Regions from separate parts of the Anas platyrhynchos genome. Here region 1 is linked to region 2. The links are chromatin contacts, called in public Hi-C maps. All regions are on one chromosome and are shown on one strand. The core of a region is the stretch at or near the end of the contact, and the rest is flanking DNA. Distances in the headings are between cores, read along the strand shown.

What was found. Hi-C and Micro-C count contacts between places; a contact is called where the count stands out from the background.
Region 1: a contact with region 2 is called in a Hi-C map of small yellow follicle, with 3 times the contacts expected there. The contact joins the promoter of TSC22D1 here to the enhancer-like site in region 2. A contact is called at or near these places in 5 of 8 Hi-C or Micro-C datasets (F5 follicle, liver, skeletal muscle and 2 more).

What each region holds. Positions count from the first base shown.
Region 1 is chr1:176,932,970-176,936,317 of IASCAAS_PekinDuck_T2T, forward strand. TSC22D1 (TSC22 domain family member 1) reads right to left here and starts at 1,649. Exons shown (of 4, transcript XM_027472117.3): 1 at 1,071-1,649; 2 at 1-520. The coding sequence starts at 487.
Region 2 is chr1:176,888,826-176,892,449 of IASCAAS_PekinDuck_T2T, forward strand. The region is part of intron 2 of TSC22D1 (TSC22 domain family member 1); the gene reads right to left. Among named protein-coding and RNA genes, the nearest start is that of TSC22D1, 44 kb to the right of the region's middle. Within about 2 kb of position 1,421, at least 5 of the 8 cell types and tissues checked have an H3K27ac peak or open chromatin away from gene starts, as enhancers often do. A contact at or near this core is called in F5 follicle, small yellow follicle and subcutaneous adipose tissue, where this site is marked.

The sequences.
Region 1 (3,348 bases), core at 399-2,898, 44 kb after region 2:
CAGAGGAGCTCCTCTCGGGTTCTCCCAAGTCAGTGGCCCTGGATAAAGAAACATCCAAGATTTCTGAAGAGGACAGGTCTTCAGTGTGGGACTCATCCAGGTCATCGTAGCTTTCGGTGTCTTCGGCTATGCTGTTATTAGAGCTCATGCTAGCCGATATTTGAGCAGGGGTCACGCTGGTAATCTGGAAGCCACTTTTCTTCTTCATCTGAGCTCCAGCCTGCGCGAGAGGCTGTGGCTGGAGCTGAGACTGCGAGAGGAGGTTCAGGCTTTGTGGAGGAGGGGGTGTCGGCTGTGGACCCGCCGCCGCCACCGCCGATGCTGCAGGAGATGGAGGCGGCGGCTGGACCAGCAAGGGCGGCTGATAATCCTCGGCGGAGAGGGCAGCGCTCCCGCCGCCGGTACCTGGTGCAGTGGGAGCCGTAACGCAGCTGCTGCCGCTGCTACTGCTGCTGCCCCTTCTAGGAAACATCGCCGGGTGCGCCATCTTCCTAGCACTAATGTCTGCGGCTGAGTCAGGCTGGTGCATTGTATCGGGCGGATTTTAAGAGCGCGGTCCCCCGGTACGGAGAGAGACAGACAGACAGACAGACACACGCACAGTTAGCTGGGCGGCAGGGCACAGACACCGCACAGACCCCCCTATAACCCCCCCTATAACCCCCCATACCCCCACCACCACCACCACCACCCGCAGCGCAGGGGCTGAGCCGCCTCAGCACCGCCGCTCTCCTCCCCCTCTCCTCCTGCACAGGGAGGGGGCGAGCACCAGCCCTGGATATGACACTCCCCAACCCCCCCACACCCCTTTTACCCCCTCAGGACCCCCTCACACCCCCCCCAATCCCATCCCACCGCCACCGCCGCCACCACCACCACCACCACCACCACCACCAACCTCCCCCGGCCCCTCCGGCGAGGGGAGGCGATGCCCGCCTCAGCCCGGCCGAGCCCCTTCCCCTTCCCCTCATGGAAGCCGGCAACCGGCAGAACCGCCCCTCCGGCCCTGCCTGCGGCCAGGGGAGGAAGAGGAGGAGGAGGAGGAGGAGGAGGAAGGCGCGGATACGTACGGGACCGGCGGCAGCGGCAGGCAGAGCCGGGCAGGGCCATCCCCGTCAGTGGCAGCCATGGAGCTGAATCATTTTGGGGAGCCGAGAGACGGCAGCGGCAGCAGCAGGAGGAGGAGGAGGAGGGAAGAAAAGCGGCAGCCCGGCGAAGAGAGCAGGGAGGGAGGGAGGGAGGGAGGCGGGCGGGCAGCCGCTCTCCCCTCCCTCCGTGTCTGGCTGCCTCCGGGGGAGGCTCCGCTCCGCTCCCTCTTCCTTCCCCCTCCGCCTCCTCCCCCTTTATAACACCCGCTCGCCCTCCGCACAGCCCCTCTCCCCTGCCTGCTCTCCCCCGGCCCCTCGCCGAGCCCGGCGGGGAGGAGGAGGAGGAGGAGGAGGAGGAGGAGGAGGCGCTGCGCGGGGCCGCAGGGGGTTGGGCAGCGCTGGCCCTGAGGGGAGGGCAGCCCGCAGACGGCGTAAGATGGCGGCGGCCGCGCAGGCGCGCCCGGCCCGGCAGACATAAAGCCCGGCTGGCCCGGGGACGGCGCAACTCGGCTGGGCTCGGCTCCGCTCGGCTTCCCCCGGCGGAAATTGCCGAGCGCCGCCGAGCCCCTGAGCGCCGAGGAGGGGCGTAGCGGGGCTGGGGGGATGCGAAATGGCGGCCAGGTGCCGCGGTCCCGCAGCATGACTGTGCCTCACATGACCCGCCTCCCTGCCCCCTCTCCACCATCCGCGGGTTTATTCACGTTATTCATCACCTTCGTCTTCATTCTTCATCCCCTCCCTCGGTCCAGAATGTTCCTGTCGCCCTCCCTCCTCTTCCTCCTCCTCCTGCCTCGCCCGTCCCTTTGTGCCGCCCGGGGTCCCCTCACGCCCCGAAATGGCTGCCGCCCCCCTCAGGCACCCCCATGCCCCACCGGGTGGCAGGAGGGCCCGGGGCTGCCACTGCTCCCTGAGGCGGTGTGGGCGCATCGAGGAAACATACCAAAGCACTCCTTCAAAAAATGGTCACCCTTCACAAGTGTCTTTTTATCATTAAGTGAAATTGAGGTCAAGTCCACCGCAATCTCTCTCTTGCTGTTTCAGCACTGAAGACCTCGTGGCCTTCCTCAGATGTAGCAAAACTCAATGCATCCCTCAGCCATCTCCATCCCCTCCTGGCTTCAGCTCTGCCGTGTCCAAATCTTGGCTTCTCCTCAATCTGGTGCAGCTGCTGTCTGATCCCTGAAGGCACTAGGTGCTTGTGTGATGGCTGAGAGATCTTCCATAGCATCTACAAACCTGCTAGCGTGCCCTGGTGAGCATCCCGCAGGTGGGGAGGTATCTCACTGCAACACAAGCCCAATAGATTCACACCAATTCAATTCACCAAATTCACAGCAATTTCATTGCCCCACCTCTCCTGTCATAAGGACCCTCTCCAGGAGCACTCTCAGAGCTTGCTAAATTGGCTGTCCTGCTTTCCTGCAGAGGGGGAAAGGTTCACACCTTCTCGTCCATTTCTCCAGGTGGATGAAGTGTGCACCTGTGCCAGGAGGGGTGCTTGTGTGTCCCATTTTCTGGCAGCACATCCTCATCTCCAGATGCAATCTTTCATGAGCTGCTGGAGATAGCTCAGTCACCTCTTTGAAATTATTATGGTGTGTGTGGAACAATAAAACGTTTGACTGACTCGGACTAATTCTATAGCTTATTTATGAAAGCCACCACTTAGGACAATCAACAGGACACGTGGGGGAAGAAAAAAAAAAAAAAAAAAAAAGAATTTGGTGTTTACTGCAGTGAATATGTAAATATGTTGTGAAGAGTAGTAGAGCTTTAACAAGAGAATATGGGAGAGTCCAAGCTACTATATCACATAGCTGAGTCATTAGAGTTCTTGTGGGAGATGTAAATGTGAGTTCCTTGAGGCAGAGAGGAGATTTGAGTCTCCCATGTTCAGTGTGTGGTGTTTAATCACTGAGGTACTAAAAATGCTGTTTTTCTAGCTCCGTTTTGTGAAAAGGGTGAGGTTTCAAGGTCACGCACAGTGGGAGTTTCTGCTGCCTGTGCCTGAATCTCAGCCTTCCATCTTGTCTCACCCTGTTAACTAGATTATCCATCTCTCAGTCAGTGTGAGGGACAGGGGTAGCTTTGAAAAAATCCTGATTTTTGCATCCTAATTGCTTTTATATCTGGAATGCAGACGTTCAGCTCAGGTCTCTAGGTACCTGAAATGTAGACTTGCAACTCTTGCTCCTTCCATGTCTCTAGCCTACTGCCTGTATACAGACAATGCTGAGTATTGTGAAGCGATTGGCATGTA
Region 2 (3,624 bases), core at 171-2,670:
GCAAGTGGAAGTGGGCAGCCAAACAGTATTACTACTTCTTAAAAAAGGGGAAAAAAAAGTTTTAAAATCCTAAAATATATGGTTAACAGCAAGAATCACAGCTAGGCAGAGTAAGACTGAGAAGAAAGGACAACTCCCTACTCCTCCAGCCTTACAAATGTCCTCTGGAACACTGCATGTTGAGTTTTAAGGAGCTCCCAGGAGAATTAATCCCCTACTTGCAAGAGTTTTATGAAATACACACATTTTGTATTATTAAGACAGCACCTGGAGCCATACAGGGCTGGAGCCTGCTAACAACGCGCTACAAATCAAGGCTGTATTTCCACAGGTGAAAACATCAAGTATTACAAAAACTGCTTTTACTTACTCTGAACTTTTCCAGGGAGAGTGGGGGAATACAGGAGGAAATGGTACAAGGCAGACAAGACCCTTTAAACACACTAAGCATGCTCACTGAGATCAGCAGCCACAGGTTTGGGAATCATCATTAAAAAAAGCAGATTTTTCAATAGTAACAGTAGGAAGGGAAGCAACGCAGATGCCATCAGTGTCAGTTGAGAATTACTCACACACTGATGAGGCTCAGGGCTAATTTCGGTATTAGAAAGCAATCATGTCAAATTTGTCCTGGTTTAATTCCATTACTGAAGCAGTATTCAATTTGGTCCGACTCGTCGAGAGCTGGCACATCCACTTAGGGCAGAACTGGGATATGCCAGTAACAGCAACAAAAAGAAGCCCTTCAAGAAGGTACCTGGATATTTACAGAGCAGTTATGCACAGCCTGAAGTTCTCTGAATTAAACAGTACAGCAAGAGCTAGGAGAACTTCATCGGTTTCAGTGCTGGCGGTCAGAGAAACATGAACTTAAAACCCCCTAGTGAAACCCATCATGGTTTCACTGCTCAGAGATGACTAACGCAACACGGCCAAGCATCCCATACACCCCTGTCAACTTTTTAATGATTTCTGTGTGCAGCTTCTCCTTCCACATAAAATCAGAAGTACAGTACTTAGTCCAAAGTGCACATATAACGCAAAAACAGAAGCCTTTAAGGCTCACAGACCATTTCCTAGTCTCACTTACACTTTCAGACTCGTTTTAAAAGGCAACGAAAGAGATGACCTCAGTAAATTGCGGTTCCTTTATTGCAACGACTGATTTGCTAAGAAGTTTTCTTTGGTCTGCCTCATGTCAAATAAACTCTAGAAAAAGGACTGTGGGAGAATAAAAAGCTCCAGCCTCGGCTGCGTTCGTGCAATTAAAAAGTTACAGCCAGGCCGTGTAAGATGTTCCCCCAGTAATGTCTCCGCAGAGGCAGAAAGCATGTATTTCTGCATGCTAAGCACCATCTGCAAGCAATAAGCTTCCCTATCTTCCCCTGGCCTCCAGGAACGTGAATAATAACCTTTCACACAGAAGATACACAGCGAGGGAGGGGAAGATAAGCCCGGCGTACTTGTGTTTACCCTACCGAGTCCTGCACAATCCTTACAGAGTTCTTGGGAAAAGCCTCTCTGGGAAACCTGTCTCGCCTCTCCTTGTACACATCCCGGCTTCATCTCTCTTTTCTGACATGCTGAAACAAAGAAGGGTTTTGGTGTGAAACAGAAGATGAACGAGGAAGAGAGGAGAGCCCTGAATCTCCAACTGGGATGTCAGCACATCCTTCCTCTGAGCCAGCGATGCCGGAGAAGCACGTGCTCAGAGGCAGCAGGTACCCCGTAATTTAGGCATCCAACACAAGCCAGCTCTGCCTACCAGAAATACCAACACGCCCTCCACGAGCCCATCAGCTGGGAGAGGACAAAGTGAGACGGGTTCCTAAAAAAGGCAAGGCACCACGAGTTGGTGGCGGCAGACGGAGCCCGTTAATCCCCAGGGAAGGAGCACGATGCCCGTGAGAAGACAGCAGATGCGATGCGAGAGGTGTAGCTGCTCCCATGCCCTCCCCACCAACAGGAAATTAAAGCGGTGTTAACGAATCCTCTTGAGCTCTGAGACGAAGGAGAGGTCCTTTTATGAAAATCTTTTTATAGACGGCTTCAGGACTCAAAAGCATCTCCTCAAAATAGACGTCTGGAATCGAGGCTCTTGTAAATACAATAAAAAAAATAGGAGAGGCACTTCAGCATTCAAATCCACTTCTAAAGCAAAAGTGCCTCAATATTTTCACTTTTTTTCCCCTCCAGTGGGATCTTCGGTCTTATATACTGCTATGGCTGTGACCAAGATATTTGAACTTTAGAAACTGCTGAAACAATCAAGTTGCAGGTCGGATAATTCATTTCATCACCAATGCTAGCATGGAAAAATCAACATCCCTCAAGTCCTAGCCCACTTTATTCCAAATTTTCCCGAGCTACCCCTCAGGTTCTAGGCCACTAAGGGAAGTTTTGTGTTGCTTTGCAACCACAGAAAACCTCATGTATAAAAAGAAATGTACAAATACGTGTTCTAAACCAAGCTCACCCACTTCTCGATATTCATTAACAGCAGCATTTAATCTCTGAAGTTGGTGAGGGATCTGCTTTTCATCACTGCAGTGGTTACCATGAGCACGCAGATTCAGCACTTCTACATGTATTTAAGCATCACCATTTGAGGTGGATGCACAACTGCAAGACAGCAGCCCCCACAAAGGGGTTAAAAATCCACACTGCTGACATGAGCCATCTCTTTCACTTAAACGCGAGCCAGTGGTCACCAAAACCACGTTAAGGCTTGATTTAAAAATGAAAGAATTAAGTGACTTAATGCCTTGTTAAGCAGTCTGCGCTTGGTATTTAAACCTCGACAGGGTAAGAGCATTCAGGTCAAGTCAAAAAAGCAGCACACAGGAGTGACAGATGGCCAAAAAAAGCTTCCTACAGCCATGCCTAATGACAAAGGGGTACCACTGCTGCAGGAACAGACCATCAGGGTCAACGTCAGTGCAAAGTCTTTAAGGGCGAGGGACGTGGAGCATAGTTACAGTGTGAAATGCTGGAAAAAAATATTCTAAAGGTCTCATCTATTTAATGATGAGGTGCTGGTTTTGATGGAGTTTCAAGTCCGAAGGAAGAAATTTAAGGTGAATCCTCAATGCTGCTTACAAAAGGGATATCCTGCACCAGCACTACCAGTGTAGCTTGGACACAAAACATACCTGATGCTCCAACATGCCCTCACAGGAGCCTGAAGTCAATATAAATTCATGCTTAGCTTATTGAACACTTTAGAAGTGTACACAGAGGAAACAGAGGAAAGGTTTTGAAGCTGTAGAGAGCAGCCGTCTCTCCCACAACGTCCTTGCTTTAAAAATAGTCACCCACAGCCTTCCCCACAAACCGAGGGGTAACTCCAGCAGGAATCCTCCTAGAATATTAGTTGATTTAGTGTGAGCTTCTCTTGGATCTAGCTTTCATTTCAAAGGCCAGTAGGAGCATCTAGTGCTCTGAAGCAGCCCTTTAAGACATCGACTCTTTGAGACATCCTAAGTTGAAGACTTCACCGCTCTTCTTCCACCCTTCAATGTGTCTCACACACCACACACTATCATCTCCAAAACTCTTCTTCAGTGTGAAAACAGAACACACAATAGTGTTACTCAACAACAGATCCCTTTGTAACCTGCTATA